5 separate regions of the Mus musculus genome follow, and regions 1, 2, 3 and 4 are each linked to region 5. A link is a contact called in public Hi-C and HiCAR-type data. All regions are on one chromosome and are shown on one strand. The core of a region is the stretch at or near the end of the contact, and the rest is flanking DNA. Distances in the headings are between cores, read along the strand shown. Region 1 overlaps Lrmda (leucine rich melanocyte differentiation associated). Region 2 overlaps Lrmda (leucine rich melanocyte differentiation associated). Region 3 overlaps Kcnma1 (potassium large conductance calcium-activated channel, subfamily M, alpha member 1). Region 4 overlaps Kcnma1 (potassium large conductance calcium-activated channel, subfamily M, alpha member 1). Region 5 overlaps Gm10248 (predicted gene 10248).

Region 1 (2,700 bases), core at 7-2,506, 320 kb before region 5:
GCTTGAAGAAGTGGGGCTGAGGCCCCATTCTTGTCTGGTGGCCATTCTTTCTGATGAATAAATGTGAAGAGTGCTTTGAATCTGGTTTTCCCTCTGATAAGGAATTTTTTTTTCCATGCTGTCTTTTCTTTGCACCTGAAGGAGCACCGAGGGTAAAAAATAGAGGCCTGTTTCCTGTTCCTAACTGGAGCCCTCAGAAGGCTGTCAGAGGAGAGCAGCAACTCTGTGGGATTTATGCCTGGGACCTGTCAGAGTAAAATGATCATAGCAAGCCCTCTCTGCCATCAATCACAGAGGGACCGGGATGGCAAGGACAGGCATTTTTCAAATTTCTTTACTGTGCATATTTAGTTTTGTGCCTGGAGGAGGTCTAACTCCTTTGAACCATTCTTGGAGATTTTTTTTTTTCCCATCAGATGGCAGCTCTGAGAACTACTTAATCTCTCCCAAAGTGCTTCTCTCATTGGCCAGCTGAGAAAAACAGCCAGCAGGTAAAGGGGGGCAAGGTGGCAGGGATAATCCATGGATAAGTTCAGAGAGGAAAAATTTGGGGTTCAGAGCATGGTGGCTCCAACATCTGGGCTGTGGCACTATGCTGTCTGCCTAAGGCTTCCTTCTTCCTCATTTCAGTGTCACATGGTTGTTTAGTAACAAGAACACAGAGCTGACACTGCTGTTCTTATCACTGGGAGAATTCTTCTGTCCCAAACAGCTGTTTCCCACATTTGTCAAGGCAGAGTTTGAAGGGAAGTGGGGTGGCCATTCCTTCCTGCCCATCAGAGAGGTCTGTTTGGTCATGATAACATTCAAGGAGTGCATTTATCCATCTTGCTACTGAAGGTGAAAGGCTAGGGTCACAAAGAGAAAAGACAAGAAGAAACCTGTTGGAAAGGTTTATAAATCCTGCCAGGAGTGCTCTAAACAAGAAAAGGAGCCTGTGGCTGGATGTGTAAAGTCTTGCCACATTGATAGGGACCTGATTCTCCAGACCTAGGAAGCCATCCGTGTAAACAGAGAACTGTTGCTTGAATCAGGTCTGCTTTGGCTTAAAGTCTGAGAAACACATTGCCTTCAAAGTGAATTCTTAGGTGTCACTTCCCATAAGTTATGGCAGAAGATTACAAAGCTACTGATATAACATATTAGTTTGATAGACAGAATTATACCCCCAACGCTTCCTGCTCTCCCCAATGACGCACAGTAACGAGTGTGTCTTGGCAGCTGCCTTGATTTACCACCAGTCTGGGAGGCCAACCGGGAGAAGGAACATTCACATGGATGCAGGGCCTGTGACTGGCCCCAAGCCTAGTTTATAAAGCTGCCCTGTAATTCACCACAAATGTGTCACCATTAAAAGAGGAAAAGAGGATTGCAGATAATAAATACTCTCTAATTTATTAGCTAACAACAAAGAGATCAGAGCCAGTTGTGATGTGATTGTTTGACATAATATTGTCAAGGAAAAAAAAGCTAAGTTGACCAGAGAGGTAAATTACACATTCAAGCAGATACATCAACTCTTGGCTTGTCACAAGCCCAACTAAGCAAAACACCAAACTGAGGAGAGAGCTGGCAGTACTCAGTGCTATTTATCTCTAAAGGAGACATATTCAAGAGCGAGTGAAATAAGACATACTTCTTTTGGACTTGGTCAGAGGCCAGATTTTAACTGTTATAAATTAAATGTTTTGTGAACGAATTTGGCAATTCTCCTTGCTTTTGTCCTGATGGGGAGATGAGCAAGCCTGCTGTTTGTTTGATGCTGATGGTTTGGACAGCTGGGGTGTGGGCTTCTATAGTTGGGTGTTGGGAGGATTCGCAAATTCCTGTAACTAAAGCATGAAGCACAGAACAGTTCTTGAATGTGGTTCTTTGAAAACTTGGTGGCATGGAAATTGTCACCTTTTTTGCTGTGGCTTCCTCCTCTGTACTTTGACATAATCACCTGGGATGCCAGCCGCAGATGCAGGTTCAGAGTAGAGTTATGAGACCTTACTTAGAAGAAGTGTCTGTCTCTCATTCCATCACGGTCTGTAACCAGGAACTAGTTGGAGGCAATCCATAGCCTCTGAGCATTTGCTGTGAGTTACCTTAATGAAGCTGAGAGTCAAGGGAGCCTGTTGGGATGTGGTTTGACATGAGCTGATACCCAGAATGGTTTTCCCAGTCCTGAGTCTAAAAGACAAGCGGTTTCACCTCAGTGAACATTCGCCTTTAAGTCTCACCTGCTAGTTGAACATGGGTTTCTTGAATTTACGTCTCAGTCTTGAGGCAAGGATGGCAGTTGACACCCTGTAGGAAGGTGCAGGAAAATGTTCCATTCTTAGGATATGAATTCAGGGTTGGTGCAGTTAATATGCTGTTAATCGATTTGGATGAGTGGATCTCTGTCTCTCTGCCTATGTCTCTCTGCCTCTCTGTCTCTAGAATTTGGTAGATTAGTAAGACTATAAATATGATGAAAGGCATATAGTGAAAATCTTTGGAAGGAAGAAAGAGAGAGAGAGAGAGAGAGAGAGAGAGAGAGAGAGAGAGACCTGAGTGGTTGAGAATCTTGGGAGGACCTGGGAGACATTGGAAGAGGGGAAAGATAAAGATAATCAAAACATATTATATGAAAATATTTTTCATTAAAATGCTTATTTTATGTAGTTTTAGATTTTGTGTGTGTGTGTGTGTGTGTGTGTGTGTGTGTGTCTA
Region 2 (2,700 bases), core at 68-2,567, 300 kb before region 5:
CTGGCCTGATTTTCCAAGCAGATCTGGTTCATGGGCATCACAGCTCTGTGGGGAAGCTATGTCCGTCTGCCTTACCTGACAAAGCCTCTGAGTGCTGCTTACACTGCTGGACATGTGCCAAGTGGTGTACCACCTCAGAGAGAGAGGGAGGGAGAGGGGGGAGAGAGGGGGAAGAGAGGGAGAGAGAGAGAGAGAGGGAGAGAGAGAAGGAGAGAGAGAGAGAGAGAGAGAGAGAGGGGGAGAGAGAGAGAGAGAGAGAGAGAGAGAGAGAGAGAGAGAGCTGATTTGGGGTTGGGACAGGTGTGGGTCAGTGATAAACAGGTCTTTGCCCATGATTTTGTCTCTCCCTATGATACTGAACCCATCACTAGCAAAGAAATTTAATGCAATGATTTCTCCAAAAGCCATCGAACCCCATTGTAGCCCTGCCTGAACATATAAATATACCCTTCCTGAGGACATATTTGCATTTTTGGGTGAAAGAAATCCATATATATGGCAAAGATGTCTCTGTAATTATAGAAAGTTTATTTCTGTCCCCAGATGTCAGCAATCAAATTCCCCATAAATATATTTTGTGTAAATCTGTCGGCAGCTGGTCTCCATTCAGTTTTCTGGAGATATTAGCCTGTCTTTGAGTTTATGACAAAGTTAAAAATTATTCATTAAACTGACCTGCAGTATATTCAGTAACTGGAAAATTGCCTTGCCGTTCTATTTGGTTTGTAGATGTGATCACAAGTAAATTTTTAACTTAATTAATTGGCCGTTTCTGTTGACAAGAAATTTATGTGGTAATAATTTGCTCGAAATAGATGCCGACTGTAGGAAATGAGATATCCATCATGGGCTTGTGTTCCAGCAGCTGCACAGTGGCTATTATGAAAGTATTTCAGCCTGCGTCGACCCCAGTGTTTGTGCAGTCAAGATTATATATACCCACGATCCATGGCCTGCCAGAGAGGCGCTGGTGGAGGTCTATGATAACAAAGACTCCGTGATTTATGGCTTGCTGTGAAAGCAGAGCTTGATGAGATTAAACAATTTCATAGCACAAGTGTTTCTCAAGACCTGATTTGTAGTTGCAAGCTGATGGTAAATCACATTTATATATCTGCAAGCGTGCTCAGCAGAGGACTGCAATTACAGTTTAAGACAGCTACTTTTTATTTAATTTTTATCCTGGTTTTGTCTCTTTTATATCCCCCTTCGTCTGCAAACCGTTCACCTTCACAAGTCCTTTCGTGGTTAGGAGGCCAAAGATTGAAGTCAGTGATCTTCTTCTTGTCCTCTTGCCAGCTGGGAGGGAGGGGGGGTGGAGTTCTCAGAGCAGTGCGGACTGGCTCAAACTGGCTTTGACTGGTGTGAGCTCTTTGTTCTATTCTGTGTCCTGTTTGCCTTCCTCAGGGTGTATAGCAGACACTTGTGCTACTTGGCACACAGATGGAGGCCAGAAGCCGTCCTCATCCTGGTTGGGAGGGCATCATCTTGTACATGATGTCTGGGAAAGATGGGGATTGCTTTCATTTTGGAAGTCAGAGTGCAGTGTAGTAGGGGAATGAGGAAGCTCACAGCTGGCTCCCCTTGAATGTGACATTGGAACTGTGCTTTTCATGCAGACCCCTGAGGACTAAACTCTGGAACCAGTCCACTTAGTCACTTAGTGATCTAAAAAAAATGATCTACTGTGGCCTCATCTCTGTGCTAAGTAAGCAATAGGACAAACATCTCTGCCTTCCTCACAATACATGGGTGTGTGTGTGTGTGGCTAATAATAATAATGACAATGATAATAACATAGTCTTAAATGGTTGGTGCTTACATTACTGGAGGTTGGAAGGGAAGAAAACAGCATCACTCCTAGCTGAGGAGGCAGAGAGAATGAACAAGGCAGGGACTTACAAAGTAGATTGTAATTTAAGTAGTGGGAAGAGAGTTCTGGACATTGCAATGGTTTGTATAGTCGAAGACGTGGGCTCAACTATGATAATTGTATCACTGGATAATTGTAACAACGGTATAATAATAGCAGTACACATTTCCAGTACATCATCTTACTTACTCTTGGAAACCCAGACCTTGAACATTCTTGTGATCTTTGATTCTCGAATGTTTTGTTGTCTTTCACCATGGAATGGTGAAACGAGCAAGAAAGCATTGTGCCTCTAGGCCATCAGTCAAAGCTCGAAGAGCTCTGGCTGTTCACATGGGCCTGGTATAAACACAGTCACTGGGTAGAGGGACTCAGAGAAAGTCACAGGGACAGGAGGTGATGCGATGAAGAGGGCTGAGATGGGAGTGCACTTTGATGATGGAAAGAAAGAAATGCAGGAGAGACAGGGCAGGGGCAACTCCAAGCATTTCTACTCCTCACAGCATCCAAAAGAAGCAGCTTGATTTCACCTACCAGGACCTGTTTACAAATGGCTAACATTCAAACAGTAAGTCTGTGCTCTTTTAAGACACAGAAGCCATGGCAGTGTGTACAGAAAACCTATACAAGAGCTAGCACATTTTACTGGGCTCCACATTGAGTCTGTAACTGATTTTAGTAGGATAGTGAAGGAGGTGTTTTTGATTTCTGTATTTTCCCAATTCTGTACTAGTTGCAAGGCTGGTAGTATTTCTGCCTATTTTGCTCACAAACCTCTAGTGCCTAGGACAAAACACAAGATGTACTCACATCCATTAGATACGAGT
Region 3 (2,755 bases), core at 103-2,602, 340 kb after region 5:
ATTTCGGGTTCATGCATGGTAATAGAATGTGACACATTTATGGGGAAAGAAAGTTCATGTGTGTGTGTATATATATATATATATATATATATATATATATATATATATACATATGGAAGGGTGATGGGAATAGGTAACTTTGGAATCTTTTTCCCCCCACAGAGGTCAACTTGTCACAATGGGCAATGGAAGCCTCCCACTTCCAAAATGTTCAGGAAGGAGCAAAACACCAAACCAGTGGCTTTCAGGGACTGTTTGCAACTGTCATGGTTGGCTGTTCCGGAGACCATGCACTGTTGTAAAATTTCATATTGTTAGCATGCAGTAACAGGCTGCAACTGGTAACTGAGGCAGCAGAAACCCATTTGCTATAAGAAGATTAACTGTTAATTATAAGCAGTCACATTCCAGAGCAGCATATGCATAAAACAGAAAACATGCTCTTAGTCAACACTCCTGCCCAGTCATTTCACACTCCCACCAAATGCAGAAAAGAAATCTCAAAAGACAAAGAGCAACACACACACACACACACACACACACACACACACACACACACACACACCAGCAAGAATGATCAACATGAGGCTCAGAGACAAGACAAAAACAGTTAAAAATGATTGAGCCCCACATATTGACAAACCTTCATGAACCACAAGGTCTAGAGTAAAGACAACCAGTTAAGTGTGTGCCCCCCTTCTGCACCACCCCAGTCACGTGTGTCATCACCTATGTGCTTCTAGGTCTGTTTCCTAAGCCGAGGAGAAGGGTGATTCTGACCTTGCATCTGATGGAGCAATCCATCAGGGTTGAGGGATGTATGTTCAGTTAAGAGATTCCCTCTGGACCGTTATTACTCATGGTGAAGATTAGCAAAGAAAAGCTGAAGATTTGCCTCCCTTGTAGTAGGTGTTCCAGAATATGTGGGCATTTTATTCTTGGGTTATAAAATAAAGTTGTATCAGTACTACATCACAGACTTCCTCTGTCACCTTCCTCAACTCTACAGCTTCCTAACCCTTCACTTTGGTTCCAGTGAATTACAGATTTCCAGAGCCTTCTTAGTGGCTATTTTTTTTGTACATCCGATTTTGGGTCAGAGGATTTGTTTCCAGTATCAGAGAGGTACTTTAAACCCCTAAGGTTGAGTTTCACAGACCTACTTGCAATACTTCAGTATCTATTTAAAACACGTTTCTCATGTATTCCTAGTCATTAAAAAAAAAAAAAAAGAAAGTAAGAAAATCTTCTCTCCACTGTTGTTTGCTGAGTTCCTTTCTTAGTTAGTAGCCATCCACCGCTCTTCCCAGTCACCAATGAAAATGTTTTCTGTAGTGTGAGAGCAGAGCAGAGTAGGTCTATGAGGACATCTAGTGGACTGCTGTAGGAGAGCAAGCAGCTCCTTAACAGAGCAAACCCTGACCTTGCTGTTTCATCTCTCCTAGGCCTTGTCTCCTCTCTAAGACTTGAAATCTTGTGGTGTTATTTCAGTTCAGTGGCGGATGTTTAGGGGTAGTGAGGACAAATGGCTGAAAGGTCCTGGGACAGCATCCTGGGGCGGTCAACAGTGGCAACTTGCAAACACATTGGTTTAAGTGTATTGGTGGATGGGGTCCCCATGCCTCAGCTCTGCAGCAGCTTCCTGAGAGAGGGACTGGGCCAGATTATTAATGGTGTGGCTACTTGTCACTCTGTCTTGGGGCTCTTGGAACTTTATGCTCTATAAACTGCCCCCATAGGCCAACTTAACTCTGGGAAAGAAAAATATATAAGCCACCCGAGACTTCCTTTTCTCTTTGGCCCACAAAATGTTCTTGTTCTTGGACCAGTACCAATGATGTGAAGAGATCATGTCAGTGCCAAGAGTCTGATCCTGGGTCTCACCTTCCTCTAAAAAACAGATAACTTTGTTTGAGCAGTTTCATCGCTTCAGAAGAAAGCTTTCATGTGCTTCTCTTCAACACAATAAAATGGATGCCCATCCAATACTTCCATTATGACTTCCTAGTAGTATTTATAGAGACAAAACAGAAGTACTTCCCTAGTGGACACCATCAAAGCTATCTGTTTACTGTTGAATGTTTACAGTGGAAGGCTTTCTCAGAGACACACTTGCCCGACTTTTCCTCTGTTGTCAAAGGTCGTGTTGCTAAGAAATGAAACCTGCTGCAGATGGAGCATGGTCACTTTTCTTTCCTTGGGGCACACTGATGCAATCAGGTATCAGGCCTCAGGTCCTCTGCTGGTTGGCCCTTCTGCACCAAGTCTGGAATGGAAGGAAGGGTTGCAGCCCATGCTGTCTGCAGTGCCATCTACCTCCGGCATCAGCAACCAAATGGCCAGCCAAGTTGCAATTGCAGAATCTTAATTTGGGGGGTGGATTGGAAGGGAGAGGAAAAGTGGCCTTGCCAAAGAGGCCAAAGTGGAGGTTTCCAGATGCTAGAGGGAAAATAATTTGGTCTCCAAGGGAGTATATGTAAGAGGAGACTAGTGTGAAAGGAAAAAAAAATGCTGTTAAATTAAGGCACACTTCTTAGACCACAGCCCACTTTTTAAATCAGTCTAGGGAAGGGAAGCATTGTTTCTTAACATGAAACCATTCTTCAAAGGCTCAAATTATAAACAAAATCCTCTACAAAAGAAAAACCCTTTTGTCTGAGGTATATTGTTAGATGAAACACTAGGAATAAGAGGGTCTTTTAAATCCTATAAATGAGAAATGATATCTCCCCTGAACCCAGTTCCTCCTGTTACC
Region 4 (2,700 bases), core at 66-2,565, 440 kb after region 5:
TTTCCACATCCTTCATGCTGCATTGATGTCTATGATATTTTAATACAAAGAGACGCTGGACTTGGCCAGTGAGAAAGTTTGCTGTTTTATTTTCAGAGCATGGTGACAGCAGTGGTGGAAAGAACCCCAAGTCTGCAAGGAACTGCTCGTCGCAACTCTGGAAAGACTTCTATCAGAATGAATGGCATGTCAGGAAGACAGAAAATAGGGTGCAACTTAGTCTCGGATGCTTGCATTTGTTCCTGGGATTCTAAATCTACCCAGCAAGGACTCACTCCATCAAACATGAGGCTGAGCAGAAAGAATCTTTCGGGATTATAATTAGAAAATTCACAATCAGAATTCCTTTGTAAATGGAGGTAGGATATTTGAAAGCAAAAGTCGATGCTTGAATGCGCCCCCACCCCGCAAGGTACCCAGTTCATCTCCCACCTACATTTCTATTCTTGTTTAGAGAACAATAGGTGGAACATTCTGCTAAGTGTGTGGAAGGGAAGAAAGACAGCAGGGAAGGGGGGCAGAGGGGAGGCCTTCATCCCATCCGCATTACCTAGAGTTTGATTGACTATGCAGCCAAGTCTCTTTTCAGATGTTCAAGTTTGAAAAGGACTGGAGACGTGCCTGAGAAGGACCCAAAGCAGATGCCAAGGAGGAAGTATCTGCATCCACACCCACCAAGGCCCCTGTCATTGGAAAGGACTACTTGGGACACTACATCATGTGGGGCATCTAATGCCAAATGCGCTGTGATCTGCCTCTCAGTGCCCAATTTCAGAAGTCATCAGGGGTCGTTTTCCCAAAGTATGAGGGCAACATTTTTTTTTCTTTTTTTCCTCTTTCCACAAAAAGTTTAATGCTAATCAAAGCAGAATGCCTAATCAGTTCAAGATGGCCTGTCAGCTTGAATTATCTATTTGTCTTCCTATTTACTGTATCTGTCTGTCTACAATTCTTTGTATCTTTGTGAAAATCAGTTATTAGGGCCCATGTTTCCTTCTGACTACAATCGCTACCAGATGAACCTCCCCGGTGATATGTTGATGATTTGCTAATTTATGGTTTTTAAAATCGAGGAATCCTGAGATATTGCAGGGGAGTCACGTGGGCTACGAGAGGAGAAGTGCTCAATGCTTTTCCTGACAAGGGATCAAAGATTGTGTAAAATACAAGACTTCAGTCCCATTTCAACCTGAGTGATGTCTGAGGCAGAGAAATCGTAAATGACATCTTATGGGAAACATCCCTCCCGTGAGCAGTCCGGCCCTTGCAGGCCTGGGAGAAGTGAGAGTGAACGTCACCCGAGATCCACATAAACAGGAAAGGAAAGCAGGCCCATGGTATCAAGCCAAGATAGCACCACATGACTTAACCCACATCCCACTCTCGCACACTGGAGGCCAGGCTGAGAGCAACCACAGCATTGCAGGGAGACTCCCTGGGATCCGAGGCAGGTTTAAATAAGCTCTCGAGCTGAACTTCCCAACCACTTAGGTGGCCAGATAGCTCAACAGAGAGCGAGAGCTGTTGTACGGCTGGAGGGTTTAATAGGTGTGCTGGAATGTATCTGTCCCTGATGCCTGGCACAGAGCAAGCAGTCAATAAACACATGTGGAATGAATAAACATGAAGGTACAGCACATGGTGATTCTCTTTTGGCAAGGATAGACCCCCAAGAGGGGGCAAATAAAAAGAATCTTTTTAAGGAAATAGCCATATTATGGCCTTTAAAAATGGCCTGGAATCACTGTGGGTAAAACCTGAAAGTAGGGAGAAGATAGAGGAACAGCCCATGTAGAGCCAAGGTAGTAAGTAGGCATAAAGAAACACATGGGGTCTGAGTAAGGAGGAGGGAGGGGGAGAGGGAGAGGGAGGGGGAGGGGGGAAGAGGGAGAGGGAGAGGAAGAGGGAAAGGGAAAGGGAGAGGAAGAGGGAAAGGGAGAGGGAGAGGGAGAGGGAGAGGGAGAGGCAGAGGGAGAGGGAGAGGGAGAGGGAGAGGGAGAGGGAGAGGGAGAGGGAGAGGGAGAGGGAGAGGGAGAGGGAGAGGGAGAGGGAGAGGGAGAGGGAGAGGGAGAGGGAGAGGGAGCATGAACATGAATGAGAAGAACAGCCTATATTGAATAAGTAGCTAAACTAGGCCCCACTCATAAGAAATCAGAAGGAGATGCATAGAGCCCCATGATTAGCTAGCAGAGAGGAATGCCCTGGCAAGCTGGAGATTATGAAGGAGATATAGTTATTCTCTGAATTCTTGAAGCATTGGGTCCAGATGAGGGTAGAAAATATGGTCCCAGGTATACATGGAGTTCTTTAAATAAGTTTACTTCTATCTCTTGGAAATCAAGAGCTCAAAATGGACCAACCTACAAATCCTGAAACTGGTCTACTAGATAAAACAGTATGGTGTTTGTAGTAAGAGACCAACACTGAAGCTCAAGAGCAAGAGCAATTGCTCTGGAGCAAGATATGGGTCTGGCTGTAGAAACTGCTCCCCACTCTAGAATTGGGAAGTCACCATGGAGATTTTCCTTCCATGCTAATTACATCTGGTTTCCTGTTCTCCTTTGTCCACTCCTTGTCTTTTTTTTTTTTTTAATTCCTTTCTTTCCATGTGTCCTCTCAGCTTCTGGCTACCAAAAATCTGTGGAGCCCTCTACACCCACACTCTTCTCTCTGTCCCAAACACCTGGGCCAGAACTACCT
Region 5 (2,700 bases), core at 30-2,529:
CCTGGTTACCACTCCATGCATTTCTAAATGACAAGGCAACTAGGTATCAATCTTGATATGTAGAGAGAAAACTCAAGCTGACAGTTAGAGGAGACAGAGGGCGGGGGAGGCACTACCCATCTCTCTCTCATCCCAAATGTCACTCCTCCTTTGCCTGGGCTGTGCAGGCCACATTGATAAAGAAATGAGCAGACACTTGAAAGTTTCTGACAGGTGTCATGGGTGCAGACACAGAGTGGCCGGGAGGGATGGAGCTTGATGTGACAGTGGCAGAGCCATTGAGGCTGGCTCCAGGACACACAGAGTTTGGTGGATGTCAATTCTAATTCTTGTCATACCCCAATTCCAGAGTGGTGTCTACAAATGGACAAAGCCAGAGGGAAGTGTTCAGAGAACTTTGCAATGACATGCTAAACAACTGATGCTACCAAGCCACAACAATGTAGGAGTGGCTGCTATGGTGGACGCCTCCATCTGGGGCTGGTTAGAGGGGGATGTGGGGCTGGTCCCACTGGTTTCCTGTGTCTATTTGCTCTCTGTGTTCTTATTCTACTCTCTCTTTCATAGGTTTCCATTTTGAAACTCTTTTCCACATTTGGTGGGGGAGGAGTTGGGGGGGAGAGCAGAGTGCTAACATTCCCCATGTCTAGATCCTAAGATAATTTGATCATTTTAAAACAGCAGTCTCTGTTACAGATCCTCTAGGATCTATTTGGCAAACCTTCTCCCCTCTAACGCAGTCAGAGAATGATTTATAATGGTAGGCCAGAGCTGGCTTCTCAGAAACTGTGTGCAAAACAGTTTCATAAATATTGCTCTCTTGCATTATTTTGAAATATTACTTCTTTTTAATGTTCTGCCAAAGTCAAATTTTTTTGCTTACTAAAAATCCATGGGCAGGCTTCCTACTCAGCCAAAGTAACAGGTGGTACCCAAGTTCACCTGGTGGGAGAGGCTGTTCTGATTTTCTCTAGCCCCAAACTGAGGTTAGGGGCATGATGGATAACAGCAGATGTGTGGATAATCTTTAATCCAAACCTCCAGCCTGCTAGCACAATATATTTCTTTAATAGTTCTTAACTCAATATATTGGCTTGTAGTTAAGTATCTCTAAATAGCATGAGGATTTGATAAGTACATTCATTTATTTAAAAAATAAATAAATAAACTTGACAAAAATTTGATAAAATAGGCAGTGGCACCCATATAAGCTCCAAGTTTGGTTTCTGCTGAAAATTTCTTGGGGCCTTGAGCATGGTCATAAATCAACTGTGGTGTTGATCTCAACCCCCAAATGCTATGAGTCACTGCTGAAGAGAATGCTGGTGTCACAGTGACCCAAAACACACTAGAACTTTTCGGGAAGCAGGCCAGGAGGGGATATTTTTTGTTGTAACATTTACCATGGAATGTTGAAATGAGTTTACTGTCATATCACAGCTTCTCTGCTGTTACAACACACTTTGATAAAACCCAACTTTACTTCCTTCCTGGTTTTGTATTTGGGAATTAGGTGGCCCTTTCAATGAAGCATCATTCTAAGCCTGTCCATCAGCAATGATGCTAGCAGCTTTCATTATTTTAGCTTCATTGGCTTTTCTTACAAACGAGCAAAAGTCTAACTCATTCTTAATAGATATCTACTAATTACTATTTACTTTGGCCTCTTCTGCTTTAACAGTACAGATATCTTCTCCCATTTTCTTCACAGTATTTTTACATGAGCAAAAGTTACTGAATTTGATGTGATGTTTTCTTAACCTTTATTTTTTGATTAATGTTCTTTCAATGTATTAAAATATTCACTTTATCCCACATACATTACCAGATTTTTAACTTCCAATCTTATTTTGCCTTTCATATTTACATCTAAAGTCCACCCAGAATTTCAAAACTATTTGTGTTTTAAGCTGATCAAATTTTATTAAATAAGCAGAAATTGTAATTATTTGACATCTGATAAACATTTTTTTAAACTAAAATATCAAAATGAACTCTTCAAAGCTCAAAAACTACCCCAGAGAATTATTTCAAACATGCAAATTAGAAGCAACTACAATCTCATATTAACTCTTCAGGAGAAATGAGTGTGCATGCTATTTGCCCCCTCGTTTTATATGCTATGTATAACCAGCAGACAAATACAGAAATAAAAAGCTACACTAAAGGCAAACTCTAGACAAATTATTAGCAAATTAAAACTCAAATATTTTAAGTTTTTTATTTTTGAAATTAAAATTTTAAAATTGAATAATATTTAAAAATTTTTAACCACTGGGAATGGTAGGACAAGGCATTATTTCTGTCACTCAGAAGGCAGAAGTGGATCTGAATTTTGAGGCCAGCATGGTAAGTTAATCACCAAGTGTGGGACTGTGATAGGCAGCCTATTTTGGTTGAATGGGGTATGCTCTGGTGACCCAATAGAGAAATCTACAAAGGATGGAAAGGTGAGCCACATTCCCAGAATCAGGTGCTTGTCCATAATTCTGTGACTCAGTCACACAGACAATGTCCCAAGCTTCTGGCATTTTGGCTAGACTCCACCCCCACAGTTACCTGACTTTTGCCAGGTATGCTCCTCCCCACAGTTACCTGGCAACAGTAAGATAGCCCAGGCCACTATAAGAGAGGCTGTTTGGCCCCTCCTCACTCTCTTTAGCCCTCACCTTTCTTACTCTCTAGCTCTCCTTTCTTTCC

What was found. A called contact is a pair of places that touch in the nucleus more often than the background predicts. HiCAR-type assays count read pairs that join an accessible place to other places.
Region 1: a contact with region 5 is called in a Hi-C map of uterus, with 7 times the contacts expected there. The contact joins two enhancer-like sites. A contact is called at or near these places in 1 of 484 Hi-C or Micro-C datasets (uterus) and 1 of 9 other capture datasets (embryonic trunk).
Region 2: a Hi-C map of uterus shows a contact between it and region 5, with 5 times the contacts expected there. The contact joins two enhancer-like sites. A contact is called at or near these places in 1 of 484 Hi-C or Micro-C datasets (uterus) and 1 of 9 other capture datasets (embryonic trunk).
Region 3: a contact with region 5 is called in a HiCAR-type map of fibro-adipogenic progenitors, with 2.9 times the contacts expected there. The contact joins two enhancer-like sites. A contact is called at or near these places in 1 of 115 datasets of contacts at active chromatin or transcription factors (fibro-adipogenic progenitors) and 1 of 9 other capture datasets (embryonic tail).
Region 4: a contact with region 5 is called in a Hi-C map of uterus, with 2.7 times the contacts expected there. The contact joins two enhancer-like sites. A contact is called at or near these places in 1 of 484 Hi-C or Micro-C datasets (uterus), 1 of 115 datasets of contacts at active chromatin or transcription factors (fibro-adipogenic progenitors) and 1 of 9 other capture datasets (embryonic tail).

The regions. Positions count from the first base shown.
Region 1 is chr14:22,759,150-22,761,849 of GRCm38.p6, forward strand. The region is part of intron 5 of Lrmda (leucine rich melanocyte differentiation associated); the gene reads left to right. The region is part of intron 1 of Gm30926 (a long non-coding RNA gene); the gene reads right to left. Among named protein-coding and RNA genes, the nearest start is that of Gm30926, 41 kb to the right of the region's middle. Within about 2 kb of position 1,257, at least 47 of the 459 cell types and tissues checked have an H3K27ac peak or open chromatin away from gene starts, as enhancers often do. A contact at or near this core is called in uterus, where this site is marked.
Region 2 is chr14:22,782,509-22,785,208 of GRCm38.p6, forward strand. The region is part of intron 5 of Lrmda (leucine rich melanocyte differentiation associated); the gene reads left to right. All of the region lies in intron 1 of Gm30926 (a long non-coding RNA gene), which reads right to left. Among named protein-coding and RNA genes, the nearest start is that of Gm30926, 18 kb to the right of the region's middle. Within about 2 kb of position 1,318, at least 60 of the 459 cell types and tissues checked have an H3K27ac peak or open chromatin away from gene starts, as enhancers often do. A contact at or near this core is called in uterus, where this site is marked.
Region 3 is chr14:23,427,874-23,430,628 of GRCm38.p6, forward strand. All of the region lies in intron 18 of Kcnma1 (potassium large conductance calcium-activated channel, subfamily M, alpha member 1), which reads right to left. Among named protein-coding and RNA genes, the nearest start is that of 5430425E15Rik, 81 kb to the right of the region's middle. Within about 2 kb of position 1,353, at least 60 of the 459 cell types and tissues checked have an H3K27ac peak or open chromatin away from gene starts, as enhancers often do. A contact at or near this core is called in fibro-adipogenic progenitors, where this site is marked.
Region 4 is chr14:23,519,941-23,522,640 of GRCm38.p6, forward strand. All of the region lies in intron 9 of Kcnma1 (potassium large conductance calcium-activated channel, subfamily M, alpha member 1), which reads right to left. It overlaps 5430425E15Rik (a long non-coding RNA gene), which reads left to right. Exons shown (of 4, transcript XR_003951125.1): 4 at 1-2,700. Among named protein-coding and RNA genes, the nearest start is that of 5430425E15Rik, 11 kb to the left of the region's middle. RefSeq lists an enhancer at 206-1,658. Within about 2 kb of position 1,316, at least 20 of the 459 cell types and tissues checked have an H3K27ac peak or open chromatin away from gene starts, as enhancers often do. A contact at or near this core is called in uterus, where this site is marked.
Region 5 is chr14:23,083,627-23,086,326 of GRCm38.p6, forward strand. All of the region lies in intron 2 of Gm10248 (predicted gene 10248), which reads right to left. Among named protein-coding and RNA genes, the nearest start is that of Gm10248, 9.6 kb to the right of the region's middle. Within about 2 kb of position 1,280, at least 30 of the 459 cell types and tissues checked have an H3K27ac peak or open chromatin away from gene starts, as enhancers often do. A contact at or near this core is called in fibro-adipogenic progenitors and uterus, where this site is marked.